Linked DNA regions of Mus musculus: region 2 is linked to region 1. Evidence: chromatin contacts called from public HiChIP or PLAC-seq data. All regions are on one chromosome and are shown on one strand. The core of a region is the stretch at or near the end of the contact, and the rest is flanking DNA. Distances in the headings are between cores, read along the strand shown.

What was found. HiChIP or PLAC-seq counts read pairs in DNA pulled down with a chosen protein or histone mark.
Region 2: a contact with region 1 is called in an H3K4me3 HiChIP or PLAC-seq map of forebrain, with 4 times the contacts expected there. The contact joins two enhancer-like sites. A contact is called at or near these places in 1 of 39 promoter capture datasets (hippocampal neurons), 1 of 484 Hi-C or Micro-C datasets (the G1E-ER4 cell line), 2 of 115 datasets of contacts at active chromatin or transcription factors (astrocytes and forebrain) and 1 of 9 other capture datasets (embryonic stem cells).

The regions. Positions count from the first base shown.
Region 1 is chr1:170,288,353-170,294,901 of GRCm38.p6, forward strand. No RefSeq gene overlaps it. Among named protein-coding and RNA genes, the nearest start is that of Sh2d1b1, 14 kb to the left of the region's middle. Within about 2 kb of position 4,314, at least 67 of the 459 cell types and tissues checked have an H3K27ac peak or open chromatin away from gene starts, as enhancers often do. A contact at or near this core is called in forebrain, where this site is marked.
Region 2 is chr1:170,906,890-170,913,915 of GRCm38.p6, forward strand. Fcrlb (Fc receptor-like B) reads right to left here and starts at 6,052. Exons shown (of 6, transcript NM_001029984.2): 1 at 6,022-6,052; 2 at 5,733-5,753; 3 at 5,136-5,390; 4 at 1,743-2,009; 5 at 962-1,240; 6 at 384-814. The coding sequence starts at 6,052. The coding sequence ends at 384. Within about 2 kb of position 1,587, at least 62 of the 459 cell types and tissues checked have an H3K27ac peak or open chromatin away from gene starts, as enhancers often do. A contact at or near this core is called in forebrain, where this site is marked.

The sequences.
Region 1 (6,549 bases), core at 3,064-5,563:
GTGGGGGTGATATATTTTCCGACTCATCACTCCAATCTGTAGTGATCACAATGGAAAACTTCCCCTCTTTCTTCCTCCTCCCTCTTTTCTTTTTTCTCTTCTCCCTCTCCTCAAAGCTGAGTTTATGCATTCCTTAATTTTTAATTTACTATCTGCATCAGTCTATAAAAATATTTTAGTTTATTTCATTTCATAAATTTTCTTCCTTCCATTCCTAATTTCTTTTGTAGTGTTCACCTCCCTCCATGTGAGCCACTTCTATATTTTTGATAGAAGGTATTAGATTTGGGTGTAAAATACACAGTGCTGACTGTGGACAGGTGTCTCTGGAATTTCTGTACACAATATGATAGTGTTACTTCGATTTTCTTATTACTGTAGTTCTGGAAGTACTGTATGGTTGATCCCGCAGCTTTGAGTGCACGTCTTGCTCAGTGCCTCTATCTGACATGTCATGTTCCACAGTGTGTATCTGTCACATTTTTCATGACCCTGAAGTGGGGCATTCTCTAGACCAGATGGGTGGATCCATGGGCTCATATTTACTACATCATGAAGTTATTTATTTCCCTTATGCTCTGTGATTTTCTTGTTCTTGTCTAGGAAGGAGTCCTTCCCCACTTCAAGGTCATGAAAAAATGAGGCTTCATTTTCTTCTACTGATTTTTAACTTTTATCTTCTATATTTAGGGGTTAACAGCATAGAAAGGCTTTCCCCCTTTTCACTGACATATAACCCAGGGTCCAAAAAACCTCCCACACATAGTAGGTAATAAATATCTGTTGAATAAATGATGAATTTAGGCTTAATTATGTATATCATCGGAGGTAGAAACCTAACTATATTTTTCTTCAAATCAATTAAGCCCGTTTCACATTTCAATTGTAGGAGCCCTATTAGTTAGTAATCCATCTTAACAATGAATCTGCTTGGTAATTCATCTCTCCTCTCACTCAGATTTATGGCTCTTTCATTATACAATATCACAATAGTCTTAGTACTCCGGTTTTGCTATGTCTTACACCGTTGCCTTGATAAATTGTGGCTTATTGCCTGCTTTGTAGGACAAGTTGCCCTCTCCTATTTTTTCAAAACTATCTTAGCAATTCGTCATTATTCCAATATATTTTATGTTATATGTTAACTTGCTCAAGATATTGTGGTAGAGTTTTGAATGAAACTGCCATTGTCTTATCATTAGGAAAGAAATGGGTATCTTTGGGATATTTCCCTATACATATATATGCTTCCTGCATTTACCCAGTCATTTGTGGTGGTTTGTAAAGGAGATCCAAGTTTTTAACATACTGGCTTTGTATATTCCATTGTATTAATCCTTTTCAGTTGCCATAAATCTTATATGTGATTACTTTTTAACTAGTCTATGAGACTTGCAGAGTATTTTCTCATTATACCTGCTAGTTTATCTGTTGGTTCTGGGTTTGTCCTGTGTAAATTTCTCACTTAATAACATTTGGCTCTCTTTCTTTTCAATACTGATCTGTCCTCTTTTTAGGTTTATTTCATTGGCGAGGGCCCCTACTAATCCCTAGTCATCATAATGGATGCTCTTGTTTTATGTGCACTATTTTGGAGGAAATGTGGTAGTTTGAATGAGAATGGTTCCCATAGGCTTATGCTTTAGTTCTTGCTTGCCATTGGTGGAACTGTTTGGGAAGGATTATGAGGTGTGGCTTTGTTGGAAAAGGTGTATCACTAGGAGTGGGCTTTAAAGTTTCAAATGACTTGTGCCATTCCCAGTGTGCTTGTTCTCTTCTTGTTTGTGGATCAGAATGTGAGCTGTTAGCTGTTCCTGTCACCATATTTTTGCTCTGCCATCACAGACTCTAACCCTCGGAAACTTTAAACTCAAATAAACACTTTCTTTTATAAGTTGTCTTGGCCATGGGCTTTTGTCACAGCAATTGAAAAGTAAATAAGATAGGAATGTTTATTTTTTTTCAATTTAAGCATATTGTTATAGGTTTTTAGTAAGTATTTCTAATCAAGGCCATTTTAGGATTTTTACATGAAAAAAATGGAAGTTTATGGTTCTAATTTTCTGCATTTATCAAGATTGGCACATTCCTTATATCTTCACTGTGTTATAAAGTTTAGTCACTAAAATGAATGAAATAGGTATCAAACTAGCTATCCTTCCTTGCATTGGTTAACTTGATATATTGTGTTTCAATAAACTATTAAATTTAATGAGTTAATATATAAGATTTCTACACTAAAATTCACAAAACTGTATTTGTTGCTTTTTCTGTTACTGGAAGGACAAACTATTTGATAGAAGGAAATAAATGGAAAGGGGACTATATCGGCTCATGACTCCAGAAGTTTGCTTCATCACATGGAAGCCATGGCAATAGGATGGCATTATGGTGGCTTTTCACACTTGACAGATCCAGAAGCAGAAAAAAGGGAAACAGATGAAAAGCTGAGCTATAACCCTCAAAGACCAGCTAGATCCTACAACTTTCCAAAATAGTACTACCAGCTGGGGACCAGGAGTTCAAACACATGAGTCTGGGACTCGAGATGGCTCAGTGCTTAAAGTCACTGGCTACACTTTCAGAGTTCAATTCCCAGCACTCATACAACAGCTCAGAACTATATATAACTCCAGTTCCCAGGGATTCAATATCTTCTGACTTTTATGAACACCATATAGGCATGTGATACACAGACATGCATGGAGGCAAACACACCCATTCACATAAAAAATTATCTTAAAAGATAAGGCAAATTAACAAAACACATCAGTCCATAGAATATTTCAGCCCCAAACCATAATACAGCAAGTAAATGAATTAAAACCTTTCACCTTTCCCTAGCTGTTCTTTTAATATGTTAGTATTTGTTTGTAAAATTAAGTGTGAGCCTTTCATGAAGAGAAGGGTTTTATCATTAATTAAACATAAAAATAAAAATTGATTTATCACATTATTTTACCAGTGTGGTCTTTTTGTTTTGCAGTGATTTTTTTCCATTATTTTTTCCATAGTGATTGACATTTCATTTTCATTGACATGCCATTCTCTTTATTATTTTAATGCTCTTTTTACAGATTTATCTCATTCATTACTCTGTGTCTTCTCTTTCTCTTTGATATTAATCAATTCTATCTTAGGCATTTCAGAGTCAGTCATTTATATCCATTTTGAGTCAGGGTCTTCCTATGGAGCCCAGGCTGGCCTCAGACAGACAGCACCCTATTCTTTCCACTTACTGTCCTTTTGTTTTCCTTTTCCCTCCTCTTCTGCTATCAACTGAGAAGAAGGAATTATTGCTTTAAATATGAAAGCTCTATTGAACTGTTTTGGTTTACCCAATACTCATTATAGCCTATATTTCTGGGTTTTTATTTTCCTACAATACTGTAAGTATATGGATTTCTACAATTTAGGAAATCCTCATTTTCCTTGTGACCATCACTAATCCCATGTGGTTTTCTGATATTATTTAAAATTCAGCCCATTCATTTTGTGTCCTTTATCACTTAAATGACAATAAATTCTGGAGTCAATTACCCATCCTTTCTTCTTATGCACCTCCAAGTATACAGTACCCTCCTGATTCATTAGTATTCTTACTAGCATGCTTACTGCAAGGGAATTTTTGTATCCTAGAAAATTTTTAGAATCCCCATTAAAGCTGATCTTTTGAGTGATAAACCTTCTTTAGTCTTAAATACTTTATAATGTCTTTTAGATTTTATACGTTTTAGGCATTGTGATAACTAACTAAGTAGCAAATGGTAGATTAAAAGCTCACAATGTAAAAATGCTAAGTCACTAACTTTAGTCCCTTTAACTTTGTGCATGGGCATCTTACTGAGAAAGCACTAACTGCATTCTCCTTCACAGTTGGTTATTTTTCCTGGAAATTTAAAAGCTGGGTTTATAATATTAAATTTCTATGAATTGTTACCAATTATACATTTTTGAAATTCTGTGTGTCTCTGCTCCCCTCTCCCCACCTCTAACTGTGTGCATCATCATGAACTCAAACATTTGGACACCCTCAATCACTATGTAACTAAGGTTGCCCTGGAACTTGCTAGGCAGCTCAAGCTGCTCTCAAATTCCAGATTCCCTCATGCAGGCACTATAGGACTGCATGGCCATTCCAGACACTATACTTTTATTCAAAGTCTTTCTTCCCATCCGTTTCTCTCCTCATCTGGAATGTCTAGTTAAGAAGTGTCATCTCTCTTAATTTTTTTCCTCCACAAACTACCCGTGGGTGGAATGATGTTAGTGTAAATACCAGCTACTCTAGGCAGAGGGCAGCATTTATTAATGCCATTTTTGTCATGAAAAATCTTTTGTGGAAGGAATGAGAAACTGCGATCCTAAATCAATCCACACGGGGTCAGGCAGCCATCAAGAAAAATAGTACCACAAGGATTTTTGTTTTGTTTTGTGTGTGTGTTTTTTTCCCAAGCACTGTTTGAGTAACCATGGTAGCTGCAAAACCTGACCGATTTTCCTTGGCAGGTATTTGCCAAACAGAACTCAGTGCCCAGTTGAACGCTTGAACTTCGGAGTCGATAACCAGGTAAGCACATAAGCCGTCCCTCCAGGGGTTTGTAAGCACTCCTGCCTCTTGGCTCCATCGTCTTCTGCAAGAGGAAATGCTTACATGTCAGCGCAGATTCTTACAAACACCCTGGAAAATCAATGTTTTGTGGAGACCCTAACAGCAGCTTTGTTATTGGCTGACATGGATGATCGACAAAGTCCTTAAAATCCCTAAAGTTTTGATCTGGGGCCTAGGAGACAAGGATAAGGTCTCTTACTTTGAAGTGTTACCATAGGGGTTCCATGAAATTCCTAGCACCATTTAAAAAACATAGTCTGCTGTTCCCTCTTCTGGAAAAAGAACAAGGGGTAGAGAAAAGGGTCTCTAAATTCCCATTTTGAAAGAATAATCAGTGTTTGGAGAAATTCCATTTATCCTTGGAGAAGGTCAAACTCAAAAAGATATTTCTAGGCCATGACTAGTTCCTGGAATTGCTCATTAGACTGGTGTGATGGAAATGCACAGAGTTACCGGATGGTGGCAGGGAAGATGAGTGACATCTCCACCACCCCTCATCCTCCACCCCCACTCGTGCACACATGATAACCCTGGCCTTCTGGGGCTCACTTTTCTTTTCATCAGGTGTATGGTTCATAGCCCTCCACCTCTCCCGCCCCCCCAGTCCTGCCAAGATAGCTCCCCTCAAGATGTGAGAATTAATGAGATCATGCACGTCGGGTTTTCTGACCACAGTAAAAGCTTATCTGTGTCTGGAAAATGGGCTTAATAAGATTATAGCATTCCAGAAAAATTCAAGTGAGAGGGCATGTGCAAACTGATCAGAACAATTGCTGGACTAACTACATAGGAGCTTCAGAGATACAATTAACCACCAGTGAAGGCCTAGAATGGCAAATGGATTATTAAGAACTGAAGATGGTATGAGCCCTGTCCCAAAAGCTCTCAGAGACTTGAGGAGAGACACAAAAGGCTGTACTGCTCTGCAAACCACCTGGGACTATATGACCACACAGCATGGGGTAGGGTGGGGTTTGAGGGTGAATATTCCCCATATGTTGAGGGTGAATATTTTCCATATGTTTAAGCGTTTGCATACTTGGTCCCCCAGCTGATTGGTGCTATTTGGGAACATATAGCTCAGCCTGGCCCAGACCTTGTGACTTCACATTCACAATAGACTGGGAACAGCAGAAAGAAACAGAGGGAGGGGAAGACACCGGTGGAAATGTGAAGGATGAATTGTCAAGGCCTGACAAAATCGGAGGAAGGCGCAAGTGTAGCTGAGGCAGTGGTGGTGGCGATTACCTGTAATCCCAGCACTTGGGAGGCTGAGACAGGAGGGTTGCAAGTTCAAGCCTATCCTAGGCTATGTAGTCAAACCCCAACTCCAAAAACCAAAACTAAAACAAAGGCAGGGAAGAGATTCTGGGCAATTTGGGGTCCATGGGTCCTGGGGTCCTGGTGTTCTGATGTTCTGGGGTTCTGGGGCAGAGATGAAATAGCAGCATAAAAGCTTGGAATAGTAGGTAGGTTGAGGCTGGGCAGAGGGTGACCTAGAGTACAGAGAACCATCTGACATCTCACTTCACAGCAAGGCCCTAGTCCTGGTCACAACATACACTACCCAGAGTCACTGACTGATATGGGAGAGGCCGGGCCAAAGTCCCTAACCCATACTCTAACTACTCTTACACGTGAGCTGTAATGCACACAGTCGCTGCCCATACAGGCCAACACAGTATCTCCAAACAATGAAGCTTCCCCAGCCAAACCTTCTCAACTACAAAGCATTCTCCAGCTCTGCTCTTTGTCCCAGACAACACACAGGACTAACTATGCCACGAAGGCTAATCTAAACAGTTTACGAAGAACCAAGGGGCACATGGGAAGTCTGGGCCGGTCAACTGCAGGTGTTGGGAACTCATCTACAGTGCTGATGTCTCAAGCTGGTTGGACTTACTTCCCTCTGCCTCGGAAGTCCAGGCTTGACTACC
Region 2 (7,026 bases), core at 337-2,836, 620 kb after region 1:
TCGAACCCCCCCCAACAAAACAAAAAAAAAGAGTAAATTTATTGTGAATAATTACAACCTGACCCTAAATTGTTTTAAAGTGCTCATTAACCTTAATGGATTCAATTACAAAAAAAAAAAAAAAAGTCACCCACACTGGACTAGTAAACAACAGCTGTCTACTTCTGGATTATAGAAGGAACATACCACAGAGGATGCTCGCATTTATAAACCATTTTGCAAGGTCAAACTCGCCTACAAGCTATCTAGTAAAGTGGAAATCCACAGCACCACGGGACTTTAAAAACCAACAACCAAAACCACAGCAACAGGAGGGGACACTAACAGCCATGGCTCCAATTTGCACACAAGCTAGATAGAGATCCCGGAGAGAAGACACTAGCCTAGCTGTCCACTCGGCCCTCCATGACAGTGGTCTCTGGGGTTGCGGGGTTCACAGTAACGTGAGAATTGGGTGTCTCGGGGGTCTCTGTAAGCTCATGGAGGGCCTGTGGGTCCTTTAATCCCAGGACCACGCGGCTCAGAAGGCCTTTGAGCAGCTGCATCTCGCGAAGCAGGAGGTCCACCTTGGGCTGAAGAGCTTCGCGCGACTGCTCCGCGGACGCTGGCAGGGGCGCGCAGGCGTGTGGCCCGGCGGTGGCAACATGGCCCGCGGGGAACTGCAGCCCTGCAAAGGTGCTGTTCGGGATGGAAGTGACTGACTGAACGGATCTGGACACTGGGGTCTTCCGGAAGGAAAGCGGCTTGTCCCCCGGCCCCAAGGCTGCAGCCTGTGCGACTGGCGCGGTGGTGGACGCCAGATCCAGGACAGGGCCTGCAACGCAACACGCCTGGTCACCCGTGACTGCTCCACGCGGGGCCGGAGCTATCAGGGGCTGGAGGGCGGAGATGGGAAGGTAGGAAGACTGCGGGATGACCCACGGGATGCAGGAGGCAGGCGTGATGCTGAGCTGCCACTCACCCCGCCCAGGGAGCTGCAGCCACGGGCTGCGTTTCCGTACACTCCGGCTGGTGGTGGCGGCCTCACACCAGTACGATTCGAGCTCCTCGACCTCGGACTCGGGGACAGTGTACTCGGCGCCCCAGTCGAAGCGGCGCACCGGCCGGCTGTACTTGTAGAAGGCGAACTGCAGCGGCGTGTCCCGCTTCTGCGGGTGCAGGCGCGTCTCGCAGCGCAGCACCACGCGGCCGCGCGCCTCCTGCGGGCTTAACGTCCTCAGCACCGGTGTCTGGAACAGCTCTGCGGGGAGGGCGGCCTCAGGGCCCTGATGCTCGTAGGCCGCAAGAGCAATGGGACCCCCACCAGGGCCAACCTGTCCACCGCCCCGGATCCCTCTTTTTCCCTTATCTGGAGAGGGTTCCTCCTTGACCCAGAGAACGAGAAGGAAAAGGAGAAAGAATGAGTGGGACGGGGAAACTGAGGCCACGGAGAAGGATGGAGACAGTTTGAGGGGAGGCGGAATCCTGACAGGTGATAAAAGTTCCATCCTAGCTGTCAATCAGTTGGCATTCTCTAGACTTGAAGGGGACAGCTACGGGTCCCCTTCGTAGTGCGTAGTGACGTAGCACGCCCTTCAGACAGGGCAAGAACTCCTCGCTCCTAAGTGGGAGCCCTAGCTAGAACAAGTAACCTGGATATACGCCATAGGGAAGGGACACCTATAGAGCAGCCCGCGGGGTTCAGCCTCCTCTTTCCCCTTCCGATTCCAGCCCTAGAACTTCCCTGTGATCGTCTCGCCCACCTTGCACGGTCACGGCCACCTTGGAGGAGAACATGGGCGCACTCTCCACTGGGATACGCATGGTGCCAGAGCACTGGTAGTGACCGCTGTCGCTGGCTCGCGCTTGCAGCACCGTGTAGTTGGTGCTAGAGTGGAAATATCTCACAGCCTGGCCGTCGTGGTAGTAGTGAAGTTTGTAGACGACTTTGTCGTACCAGCCACGGCAGCGCATCACCAAGGGCTCTCCCTCGAACACCGCAGCATACGGCACTTGCAGAATTAGCCAGTCTGCAATGGACCCCACAGATAGTATTTACTCTTCAGGAAAAAAAAAATCCGTCTCTGCCGAGCTTGGTGGCACATGCTTTTAATTCCAGCAGTAGGGGAAGTAGAGGCAGGAGGATCCTTATGAGTTCGAGGCCTCCATGGTCTACAAAGCAAGTTCCAGGGCAGCCAGGGCAGTTACACAAAGAAACTAATCTAATCTCAATAAGATGAATCCAACCCAACCCAACCCAACCCAACCCAACTCAAGAAATCCCAGCTCCGCAGGTCACCCTTCTCAGTCTCCCTTCCTCCCGCTCCCTCCCCCCCCCCCTGCCTCCCAGGCCCGCAATCCCCCCACAATCCCTGTGGCTGTTTTCACTCCACCGGTCACCAAAACTTTTTCCTATTTTCTGGTCTGGTGACTAGCACCTGGGATCCTGACTAAACAGGAGGAAAGAAAACGATACCAAGGAAGCAAAGATGTCTCAGATTTGGTTCCAGCCCCATAGAGTCTCCTTTCAAAACCAACCATAGACCCCACAGTATGACTTCAAGCCCTTCCTGACCTAGCCCCTGATAACCTCTTCCCTGACCCCATTTCTTTTTAGCTTGCCTCACCTTTCATTCAACACAAGCTAGACCCAATCACACTGAACTGCTCGGGGGGGGGGGGGGAGGTTCTGTATAGAACCCAGGGCCCTTGTAAAGCTATTTCCTCAACCCAAAAGACACTGCTTCTCAGCTTAAATTCAGACCAGTAGGTCCTGTTAGGCCTTATCTTCTGAAGGAAGCTTCTCTGAGAACAGCCTTAGATATATCCTACAGCGTCTTGAATGTGCCACCACGATTACCATCATCATCACCACCACCATCACCACCACCACCACCACCACCATCATCACTATCATCACCACCACCACCATCACCACCACCACCATCATCACCACCACCATCATCATCACTGCATCTGACACTATCCTTAGGGCATCCTAAATGCCATTTTTGGTATCATAAAATTTTAAATTATTTCATCTATTCATTCATTCATTTGGAATTAGGTGTGTGTACATGTCCAGGTGGGTGTGTTCTCGTGAGTGTATGTGCAAGTGTCAGAGGAGGCAAGAAGAGGGTGCAGTATCCTCTGAGTCTGGAGTTTCAGGTGGTTATGACCCGATGTCCCGTTCTGTCCCAGAGCATGATTCATTCTTAACCTATCTCTCCAGCCCTCATTGTAGCTATTCTTCCCTAACAAAGAGAATTCCACTGGCCAGGTATGCTGGTGCATGCCGGTAATCCCAGCACTTGGAAAGCTGGAGTGGGAGGGTTGAAAACCAAGGCATGCTTGGGCTGCATATGCAGGAGACCCTGTGTCCAGAAAGCTTTGCAAGTCGCAGTTTCTGTGCCACAGTCTGTCTGTCAGCTATGGCCAACCGTGCTTCCACTTTAATGACCTCCAACAGGAAACCTCTACAAGTGTAGAATGCTAATTGAAACACTGACTGGTGTTCTTTAAATGCTTAATAAAAATGAACATCTGCCCAGGAAAGATTATTAATCCTCCATATGACACAGCTAATTATGTACTTTGATGGGTATACCATTATTACTTTTCCTATCCCCTTTGTTGTTGTTGTTGTTGTTGTTTGGTGGCGGTTCTGTTTGTTTGTTATTTGTTCAATACGGGCTGTTATTCACTATGTATCCCTGGCTGGGCTGCAGATTTGCACTCATCCTCCTGCCTCTGCTTCCTGGGTGCAGGGACTGCAGGCCTGCACCATCACACCCAGTGTTCTCATCCCTGTTCTAAAACGCTTCAAATATTTCGAGACAGTTGCTCCTTGATCGACTCCTAGGTGCTCATGTATATGTGCCAACAGCAGAAGTTTTATTAAGTTCTTTGTCCAATCCCCCCCACCTGTCTTCCTTCCTTCTTCCCCCGTCTCTTCCTCTGCCTCATCTCTCTTTTTCTTATTTCATTCCTTGTAAAAAGACCTTTGAGAAAGGGTATTGCTATATGGCCTAGGCTGGCCTCAAACTTGTGGGAATTCTCCTGCCTCAGCCTCCTGAGTGTAAGATTACAGATGCATAATTACTGGCTACTTTTTTTTTAAGATCACAAATAATTAACTTTAATTATGAGATCATTTTTCAAACAAACACATCTTTAATTGTTTCCTCCCCTTCATCTCCGTCCCTCTTCTCTTCCTTGTACCCTGCCACCTCCCACCTCCGGTAGCCTCTCTCGCTATGGAGATTTACATGTGGCATTGGCATTTTGACACACCTCCTCTCCACCTCTTGTTCTCCTCACTTGGCCTCCAGTCTAGTGCCATGAAACAACCCCCAGTTTCAATCCCTTTATTTATATTCACATAGACATTAAAACTCAGAATCCTGGCTGGGCTGATGTGGTGGAGCACAACTTTAATCTTAGCGCTTGGAAGACACTTAGAAGGGGGCAGTAGGTTGATCTCTGTGGGTTCCAGGCCAGCCAGCCTAGGCTACAAAATGAGACTATGTCTAAAAAAAAAATTAGAGAAACAGCAAAAAAACAAACCAAAACAAATATGCAAACAGGACTCTGTTTGGGTGTGGTACATGGCTTTACCTCAGTATTCAAGAGGTAGACACCAAAAAATCCTTGTAGTTCAAGGCTAACCTAGTATACACAGTGAGTTCCAGGCCAGTCAGGGATCCGAGAGAGAGAGAGAGGGAGAGAGAGAGAGAGAGAGAGAGAGACAGAGAGACAGAGAGAGACAGAGAGAGACAGAGAGAGACAGAGAGAGACAGAGAGAAACAGAGACAGAGACAGACAGAGACAGAGAGAGACAGAGACAGAGACAGAGACAGAGACAGAGAGACAGAGGAGGGGGAACTTAGGATTCTGGGTTCCAGTAGTGTCAGGAGAGCACAATTTTTGACTTTCTGAAACCAGGTCACCCCACTTAATAAATTAATAATATTAATTTGCTTCATGCTCCATCAGGAAGACGGGGAGGGGGATGGCTTTTGGACCAGGAAATCTTTACTGCAGGCTTCTGCCTACTCCAGAGACTCAAGGTGGTTCTGTGTGACCTTTTTTTTTTTTTTCTTCTTGTCCCCTGGGAATAGCCCGATGTCTACTCTGCCAGTAGGGCCAGCACTCACCGTTAGACACAGAGAGGTGGATAGGATCACTGACGGGTGCTCCTCGTGTCTGACATCGATACACCCCTGGTGCCTGCACCTCGATGCTCTTCTTGTGGGAAGGCAGGAGGACATGGCCCAGGTACCAGAGAGTGCTAATGGGCCGGAGCTCCAGCAGCAGAGGGTGGTATCCATCACATCTCAGGGTTACTCGCTCTCCCTTGAAGATGGTGGTCCAAGGTGGGTGTAGAGTCAGTACAGGCTTCTCCAGAGTAGCTGGGGATGTGGGGGATGGGGCCGTGTGAGGAAGTAAAGTAAGATGAGGTGCTTGCCCAAAAATAAAGTCCCAGGATTGGGAATTGTTGGGAAACACCAGTTTCTGGGTCCCAGCCCACAGAGGAACCAACCCTGGCAATGAGGGAGACCACAGACATGAGGCTGCAGACAAGGAATCTATTAATCATAAGCCATTTCTGACCGTGTCTATGCTCAAGAACATTTAGTCATCAAGATTGGGCAAGAGTGGGGGGGGGAATACCATCTCAGAACAGCCAGGAACTGGGGCATCTACCCTCGTGGAACTCATCAAAACTTGGATGAGAGATGTATAAGACTTACCAGCTTTTCCACTTCTTGGAACTGCAAAGCAAGAAAGAAGGAAGAGGTTGAGGACTGTCCTCAGTGACAGGAAAGACTCTTGATCCTGGGAAAGCCTGAGTTTCCTTTGTCCATACCAAATTACCCAGCTTTGAGAAAGCTAGCTCCATTTCATCACCCCAAGGCAGACAGAGAACCATATGAAACCTGAGGTCAGCAAAGGTGGCTGCTCTCTTATCCCACATAACCCTGCCCTGTCATACTCTCCCCCTCCCCAAATCCTGCTGATGCCCCCTCATTACTGACTCACCCAGAAGCAGGAGGGCTGCAAGCATCCACATAATGACTCTGCCTGCAGGCTCGGTAGAGGTTGGAGGCATGGATGTGGGGCAGAGAGAAAAAAGATAGATGGAAGCAGACATTGGGAACTGGGAGACACTGTTGCTTCTTCTGTCCATTCCCACTTCCTCAAGATGGTGGAACACAAAGACCAGGATGTCACCTGAGTGTGTTACTCACCTACCCCAAGCATCAAGCACTGTCCTATCTACCCCTCTGTAGCCATGTTCCAGCTCAGCCCAGCCTTGACTTCTATAGAGAAGCCCTATAGAGCTGTGACTTCTACCACTCTCAAGAGTCACATAGATTCCCCAGGCTCCATTGGGTCCATCAATATCCCACTCCCACCCCAACCTTTCCCTAGTAGCCAGTCCCATTGATGTTCATAAAGCCCATCTTATTCCTGCTTAATCCCTGATGACAGGTATTCTTGGTGTGAGGCCTAGAGAGGTCATTGTGTGTTCCGAAGCAGAGCTTATATCCTCCCACCCATGGGTAGACAGAAAGGCGTGATTCATTCATCCTGCTATGCTCCTGCTGACCTGTTGTTCCCCAAGTAAAAACCAGAAGTGTAAAGTGTTTTCTTCTCCTCCCTTCCTCGAATCTGAAACACTTCTTCCCTCCCCACCCACAATGATCTCGAGCTATGGTACCTTCACTTGCTTGCTCCTTTCTTCTTGCCTTCCGTCTGACCCTAACACCCTTCCCCAGCCAAGTCCTAGTCCACAGGGCTATGGCCTGGGAGAGAGGCCACTGACTGCATGAGCCCCTCGGAGGCTTCTCAAATCCGACCTCTCTGCTTCGCTCCTCTGAGCCACGTGACCACACCTGAGCAATGAAGAGCCCAAGTTTCAAGTAAATATTTAATGAAGTTTCCAACCTGATAGTATGTCTCCCTGAGCTCTGCCCTGTCTGCACTGGCGGCTGTTTAGAACCAGGACATCTGCCTTCCTTGGAACCCTAGCAGGAAGGAGAT